Linked DNA regions of Mus musculus: region 2 is linked to region 1. Evidence: chromatin contacts called from public HiChIP or PLAC-seq data. All regions are on one chromosome and are shown on one strand. Each heading gives the region's core, a stretch centred on a gene start, on an enhancer-like site or on the middle of the called end of the contact. The rest is flanking DNA. Distances are from core to core; before and after follow the strand shown.

The links. HiChIP or PLAC-seq counts read pairs in DNA pulled down with a chosen protein or histone mark.
Region 2: a contact with region 1 is called in an H3K4me3 HiChIP or PLAC-seq map of neural tube, with 3 times the contacts expected there. The contact joins the enhancer-like site here to the promoter of Tmem19 in region 1. A contact is called at or near these places in 4 of 39 promoter capture datasets (the C10 cell line, hippocampal neurons and pre-B cells), 2 of 115 datasets of contacts at active chromatin or transcription factors (embryonic midbrain and neural tube) and 2 of 9 other capture datasets (adipose tissue and pancreatic islet).

The regions. Positions count from the first base shown.
Region 1 is chr10:115,360,050-115,364,074 of GRCm38.p6, reverse strand. It overlaps Tmem19 (transmembrane protein 19), which reads left to right and starts at 1,808. Exons shown (of 7, transcript NM_133683.4): 1 at 1,808-2,023; 2 at 2,116-2,266. The coding sequence starts at 2,137.
Region 2 is chr10:115,615,981-115,620,313 of GRCm38.p6, reverse strand. No RefSeq gene overlaps it. Among named protein-coding and RNA genes, the nearest start is that of Lgr5, 30 kb to the right of the region's middle. Within about 2 kb of position 1,608, at least 8 of the 459 cell types and tissues checked have an H3K27ac peak or open chromatin away from gene starts, as enhancers often do. A contact at or near this core is called in neural tube, where this site is marked.

The DNA.
Region 1 (4,025 bases), core at 559-3,058:
ATATCTAAATAATTCCATTGCCTCCCACACTGTCAACAAGTAGCTGGAAACACTTCGGAAATATGTGGTTGTCAGCTTGTTACTATTCACTTGGACAAAATAACTCCCAATGAACCTCAGCCTCCTGAGTTCTGGGATTAATAACATGCGCCACCACATCTAGTGAGATCTTTGTTTTGATACTGGGGCTGGGAAGATGGCACTGTGGATAAAGTGCTTTCTGTAGAAGCCTGAGAACAGGATTTGAATCCCCAGAACCACATGGGACTGGCACAATAGTACCCATGTATAAAAGGTGAAATCAGTCCCAAGACTCGGATTATCTGAGAATAGGATGGTCTGCTGTATAAATGAATGGACAGGATACACACCCTTGAAATTGTAGAGGAATTTTAATCCAGCAAGATGGCTCCTCTAGCAAGGGATTACATCCAAAGACCTAGATCTTTATGATCTGGCTAGATCGCAGACAGGCCACATCCCTTTAACCCCTCTGCCTGGAACACGGATACAACCTGAGTACAGTCCTTTAAGGTCAAATTCGTTTTTAGAAGGAAGGAGCCAGGTGTGAAAGTGATGTCTAATTGAGGGCCAGACAAAGTAACAAAGATCGAAAGATTTGACAGAATGAGTCAGAGACAGAATGCATCTTACAAGGACAGCACAGGAAAGAGAAGCTATTTTAAGAGCCCCAGTGCAGGGAGAGACAGCTAGTCAGAGGTGGGAGGCAGTGCCAGGAGTGCGGTGCAGTTGCAGTTGAGTTCGGGTTGTGGTTTTTGTTTGTTTCAAGTCTATGAAGTTCATTGCAGGTGAGCAGAGTCAACTAAAGCCAGAGAACAAGAAGGAGCCAGGTGATTAGAACAAAATGCCAGAGTTGTTTGAGGCTAGGCAGAACAATTCAATGGGAACTTGAGAGAAGCCAGATTGAATCAGGCAGCTTGGTGAGGAGTTTGAGCCAGAACAGCTAGGTTGAACCAGACAGCCAGAGTTCTAGAAAGAACTATAAAGGGTGAGCTTATTCAACAGTGAGCCCTACAAGAGGACAATACATCAGACGAATAAGTTACTTTTACAGATAGAGTGGATGGGGACAGACACTTCCACAATGTGTGTTAGAACAGTAATTATACAAAAGCTCAACCGTGGGAACTATATTTATGTTTACATACCGCAGTACCAGTTGAGTCTGGCCCAGGTTAAGAGCCAAGCCATTGTTTTAAGCTACTTTCTAAGTAATTTCGCTTCTAACGATAAACTCCTACGTCGTCCACACCCTATCGCCTGGTATGAATGCTTCATAAGTTACAACCCATTACTGGCTCTAAATTCACTCGCAGTTCATTATTCCATCAATGGCAGGTTTTAGTGACCCACACCACCCTTACTGGTGACATTTTTTTTTTCAAGTCTAGGCTGTCCACAAATCCCAAGACCTAATTTGTCCTAACGTCTATTTTGGAGGTGCTTTAGAAACAGCACTCCGACCCGCAAAGAGACACTAAGCAAACTCAAGCCGGGTTTCCGCCTCGACGAGTCACGTGAGCGGAGCAGGGCTGCTGCGCATGCGTACACGGAGGGAGTCGCGGAGAGACCAGAGCGACTCCCGGGGCAGCGGGGTGGGGACGTAAAGGCGCTCGCCCGCGCTGTTCCCAGCCTTGGTTCGCTTGCCCGGGCAGCGTACGGCAGAGGTGGAGCTGGGGCAGACTTGGAGCAGGGGCCCAGGGGGCGGAGCGCGCCGTGCGGGGGCGGAGCTCGGGGGGGGGGTCCGAGGGCGGGGAGGGGCGGGGCTCCGCGGTGCTGGCCGCTCATTGGCCACCGGTCGTTTGTGCTCCTTCCGGGTCCCTCTAGGTGGGAGCTGCCGGCCTCCCTGCTGGCCTGGCGGGTCCTCTGTGCATCCTCCCTGCACCTTCTTTTTCCAAGGGCGGCGTTAACCTCCCCGGGTCGAGCCGGAGCGCTGCGCCTGCAGCAGTGACTAGACGTTTTGGATTTACGATTCTATTTTGTCGTTCGGTTGGTGGAAGATGTTGGTATTTCTCTATGCCTCTAAAGGAGTATTGTTGCAAGAAACTTGAATGACTTGGTTCATCTGAAATGCTATCTATTCCCCCCCCTCAGGTGCTCGTAGCTCTATTTTCCATGACAGATAGTGACGACACTACGTGCAAAAGGTATATAAAGATGATTACCAATATAGTAATACTGAGCCTGATCATTTGCATTTCCCTAGCGTTCTGGATTATGTCAATGACTGCTAGCACCTATTATGGTAAGTAAAAGTGTTTTAAGTTTTGCTAGAAGTTAATGGGTGGAATTTTAAACTACGACTTCAAAATCCAAAAAATATGTAAATGGTTAAGAACAGTTATGTTCACTGCCGAAACCTGAATCTGGTTTGCTACGGTGATAAGATAAACAATGTCTAGAGAACTTTACAGCCTTCCATGATGTTTCTTGTGCTGATATTTAATGATACCTATCACAAAACGCATGTCTCAAATAATTACTTCTGTTTACCTTAGTTGGGGGGGGGGGAGACATAAAAGGTAGTTTTGTGAAACAATTTGGGGGATGCTTATCTTTTTAAGATTTGCCATGGTGTAGCGGTTTCATAATCCCGTGAGAATAACAAAGGAGGTACAGTCTTTTCATTTGCAAGTTGAAGAATTTGTCACTTCACACAAATAGATAGGTCTCGTGCAGACACTGTCCTCTTGCTCGTCCGGTTTGATCATCACCGTACCCTGCAGCCACTTGGTCTTTCCATTGGCTTCTTGGTACATCTTTGCTCTCATGAAGCCAAATCTTGCTGTCTTAGCTCCTACTACTGCTCCTGCTACTGAATTCTTCCTGATCCCTGTCTCAGCCTCCAGAGTATTGGGATTACAACCTCCAACCATCGTATATGACTTTACAGGACACTTCAACATAAGACAAGACTTTACGGACTTTTCTCCCTTAGTATATATTAATTGTACAAGCTGATGGATTTCATTTTGGCATTAATATATTCGGATTATATACCTTGGTCCTGTGATGGTTCTAAAGGATTATTTTGGATTTGGCTCTTAGAGTGGGGGGGGGGGTTAAATCCAGGGTTTTGCATATACTGTGCACCCATGCATGTGTTCAGAGGCTGCTCCATATCCAACTCTTGTTTGTTGCCTGTTTGGGTTGTTTTGTTTTAAGACAAGGCCCCAGCTTGTAGCCCTGGGTGATCTCAAATTCAAATCCTCTGGTCTCAGGCTCCTATGTTCTGGAATTATGTGGGCCAACATTCCAGTGAGATCTGTAACATTTCAAAACGGGGACTTGAGGTAGTGACTCTGGGTTGGGTGTGCTTGCTGTGCAAGCTTGGGGACCTGAGTCTGAATCTCCTGAACCCACATGAGGCTGGGCCCAGTAGAACGCATTTATAATTCCAGTGCTCCTAGGCAGGAGGAGGCATAGGAGAACCCCCAGGAACTCTTGGGCCAACTCAAAGTTATTCTGACTTCTACATACATGTTATCTATACACACACACACACACAAATACATATACACTCGGGCACACACATCACACATAAACATGCACACACACTGGTTTTTTTGTTTTGTTTTTGTTTTTCTGAGACAGACTGTCACTACATAGACAAGGCTGGCCTAGAACTTAAAGAGATCTGCTGGGATTAAAGGGCGTGAATGCACCACAACACTTGACACACACACAGATTTTAAGTTTTGAAGTTGTCTTAGAAGTTGCCTATGCACACAAGAGCATTCTGATATAAGTAAGTGGAACAAACTAGGATTTCTAAGCTCATCTCTTCCACTAGGACCAGACACCCAATGTAAATGAGTGAGCTATAGCTTCACTTCCCCAAATAAGGCTTTTTTTTTTCCAATCTTCTGTGGCTCAGTTGGCCCTATTAGCTCTTCGTAGTGTATGAAAATAATTTTAAGAATATTTAATAAACCAAGTTGTGGTGGTGGCACACGCTTTTAACCCCAGCACTTGGAAGATAGAGGGGCAGGCAGATCTCTGAG
Region 2 (4,333 bases), core at 359-2,858, 260 kb before region 1:
CTGGTACTTGATATACCAACTATAATATCCATGGGAGGCCTCCCCTTTTCTAAGGAGAAGGACAAGAGGAGTGGCTCTGGAGGGGAGGAGACAGGAAGGGACTTGGGAGGAGAGGAGAGAGGGGAAGCTGGGGTCAAGATATAAAGTAAATACCTAACTTAATAACAAAAATAATAAATAAAATGAATAAATTCTTTTTAAATCCTGAGAAAATAGTAGCAAAATCCAACAGAACAAAAGATTATCCACCAGGGATGAATTGAGTGAGATTCATCCCTGGAATATGATCGCTAAATGTGAGTAAATCAAAATGCCACATTAGCAGAACGAAGAGAAGATTCGTACCATCATCCCAACAAGGGGGAGAGAGTATAAAACACAGCATCCTGTCCTGATAACAGTCTGTGGAACAGAGACTTAGTGAGTTAGGGATAAAAGAAACACAACAGGGCAAAGGCCAGATAAGCCGGGGGGCAAACATCATTCTCACAGCAAAGAGCTGAGGATGGTTTTTTTTTTAAGAATAGGAATAGGATATGGATGCTGTCCTACTGGTACCCAACTCGGTGCTGAGAGTCCTAACCAGGGCAGCGAGGAAAGAAAGAAAAGGGCACCCCCCATGAGAAAGGAGAAAGCTAAATAATCCCATCAGGAAAAAAACAAAAACAAAAAAACAAAAACAAAAAAACATGTTTGGGAATGAAGCAAAGCCATGAGGTGAAGTATTGATGAAAAACATCATCGAAAACACAAATGAGCGAAAAGATAGTTCGTGTTCACGGACTGTAAGGTCGACACGCATTTACTGCCCAAAGCGATGTATAGATTCTATGTTTCTGTCAAATTCTGAATGGTATCGTTCACAGATGCAGGAACTCTGTCTACCGTCTATATGGAAACACAGAGAACCTGAGTAGCTTCATGGAGCCTTAGAAGACCTTTTAGAGCTGAAGGCACCATGCCCCATCATTTCAACAAAATCCAGCTGATGTTCAACGGAGGTGTGAACACTGTGCCACAGAGTAAGACTCGTCCTTAAGACAGGCGCGCAAACAAACGGAACTGGCTCGTCTCACATCCTCAAAAGTTAACTCAAACTGAATTTAAAAACTTAAATATTGGGACCTGAAAACATAAAACTACCAGAAAGAAAATACATATGGAAAACACACAGTGGTTTTTAGCATATGAACCCTAAAAATACAGATAACAAAATTAAACGCTGATTAACCTTGTTACATCAAAGTAAAAGGTCTACACAGCAAAGGAAATAATAGAGTCAAGAGGGGTGGGAAGAAAATATTTGTAAACTGCTATAATCGCATGGTTCGGTAATGCTCTTCCCAGAAGCCATGGGTTTTTAAACAAAAATCCCAGAGCCAAGTGTGAGATCTCGCCGTACGAGTTACTGTCTAGAGAGGTTCCCAGAGGCTCACAAAATAACACAGGTTACTGGCATTGCTCTTGGTTGTCCACTAGAACTAGATGGTAAGACCCTGTTGCTTAAAACAGGATTCGTTTTGAGAACAGGACACAGAGAAGTCAAGCTTGGACTAGGCTAAAAGCATCCCCTGTGCTGCTAGCTCTCAAAGTGGCAGAAGGTGCTCTACAGCTGGAGGGGGCGGGGCATAAACTGTCCCGCCCAGCTTTAGACACTGTATGCCGCAGTTCTGACCCCTTAAACAAGATGTGCCTTCTGTTGCAAATAAAATAAAATAAACCGGCATGACTATATAAGAATAACCAGCTGCATTCTGCCGAAACGTGAAAGCAGCTTCACAGAAAGGAATCCATGCCTGGTCCTGTGAGCTTAGTCAAAAGCCTAAGAGAAAGGCTGGTGCTGCTTTCTTATTGAATGGGCATTCGGTCAAATTGCTTTCTAAGTATTTTCTGCACATAGTCTAGTGCGGCCTTGGACATGAGAGCATCCTTGTGACTGTTAAGTGTTCAGCCTTAAGTGCGCGCTTTACATCGAAGATGCAGGGAAATCAAAGCGCGGAGGGGCGGGGGGGGGGGGAAGGGGGGGAGAAAGATTGTAGTAGCTGAAGGATCAAGAGAATCACTGTGACACACGATCTTCTAGGTATGATGCGGCCACTGCAATAACGATTACACTGCAGCTGTGACTTATGTGTACAAGACCTACAGCAAAAATAGGACAGAAAGAAGAAAAGGGCATGAAAGTAGGAGGGAGAGTCGGTGGGAGATACGAGGGACAGAGAAGGTGATAAGAAGAGGACTTAAGATGATCACAGCGCATTTGCATAAGCATATGGAACTGTCAAAATACAAAGAGGGGAAGAGTCTGCCTTTAGTAATTAAATAAATATTTTTTTAAAGAAACAAGAAGAGATTTAACAGCTTTCAGGAGCCAGTGGTGGGGGAGGGGAGGGGGACGACGGGGGGTGGATTATGGTGATACTTCACTCTCTACTAATACGCTAAGGACCAAATTGAATACTTGAAGTAAATAAAGTTTATGGTGTGTGAATTATATCTCAGTGAAGTTGTTTTAAATACTATAAGAAGACCACGCATTCACCTCACCTGGCGGGGGGGGGGGACGGGGGGGGGGGCTGCAGTGAAAATCTCCAGAAATCTGTCCTTCTCAGTCCAGCCTCCTGCAAACACACCATTTACAACCAGCAGAGGGAGCTAAAATAATAGCTTTAGCCTATGTCTGCTGTCACTGAAGGGGCGGTGGAAGAACGTCAAACTTAGAGATAACCGGTTTGGCTGAGTAATAACCCTATTTATTCTTATCAAAAGTATTGAAAGTTGATATAAATGCTCATCTTTTTTGAAAGTCTAAAAGTTTAAACATCTCAGAGGTTTTCTTTTTCTTTTATTGAAAATAGATTTTTTTTCATGCAATAGATTCTGATTCTAGCTTCCTTTCCCTCGACACCTCCGAGTTTTTTCCCACCTCCCCTTCCATCCAGATCCATCCCAGTCCTATCTCTCCTTAGAAAACAAATAACTCTGAAGGAAAAATAATAAAATAACATATAGTAAGATAAAATAGAATTAACACATCACAATAGGACAAGACAGAAGGAAGGGAGCCCAAGAGAAGATACAAGAAACAGATATAAGTGCAGACCCACTGGTTCACACATTCAGGAATCCCATAAAAACACAATACTGAAAGCCATAATATATACATAAAGGACCTGTTGGGGGCAGAGTGTTAGGGGGGGAGAGGGAAGGAAAGACACACAGAGACAGAGGAGGAGGAGGAAGGGGGGAGAGATGGAGGGAGGGAGGGAGGGAGGGAGGGAGGGAGGGAGGGAGGGAGGGAGGGAGGGAGAATAAATAAAAAGATAAATTTTAAATTAGAAAAAGAAAAGGCCCTGGCATGACATTGTGACACAAGGAACCTCCCAAGATGCCATTGGGTTTGTTTTCCATCAGCCATCTACTGCTGGGCATGCCACCTATACTTAAGAGTAGTCTACTTCCATCAAAACAACCCTGAGAGTTCACCTCACATCAATCAGAATGGCTAAGATCAAAAACTCACAGTGACAGCAGATGCTGGCAAGGATGTGGAGAAAGAGGAACACTCCTCCATTGCTGGTGGGATTGCAACCACTCTGGAAATCAGTCTGGCAGTTCCTCAGAAAATTGGACATAATACTATCAGAGGATCCAGCAATACCACTCCTGGTCATATACCCAGAAGATGCCCCAACATGTAATAAGGACACATGCTCCATTATGTTCATAGCAGCCTTATTTATAAAAGCCAGAAGCTGGAAAGAACCAAGATGTCCTTTAACAGAGGAATGGATACAGAAAATGTAGTGCATCTATACAATGGAATAGTACTCAGCTATTAAAAACAATGAATTTATGAAATTCTTAGGGAAATGGATGGAACTAGAAAATATCCTGAGTAAGGTAACCCAATCGCAAAAGAACACACATGGTATACATTCACTGATAAGTGAATATTAGCCCAGAAGCTTGGCATTCCCAAGATACAATTCACAGACCACATGAAGCTCAAGAAGACCAAAAGTATGGATACTTCAGTTCGTCTTAAAAGGGGGAACAAAATTCCCATAGGAGGAGATACAGAGACAAAGTGTGGAGCAGAGACTGAAGTAAAGGCCATCCAGAGACTGCCCCATCTGGGGATCCATACCATATACAGTTACCAAACCCAGACACTATTGTGGATGCCAATAAGAGCTTGCTGACAGAAGCCTGATATAGCTGTCTCCTGAGAGACTCTTCCAGTCTCTGACAAATACAGAAGTGGATACTTACAGCCAACCATTGGACTAAGCACAGGGTCCCCAATGGAGGAGCTAGAGAAAGAACCGAA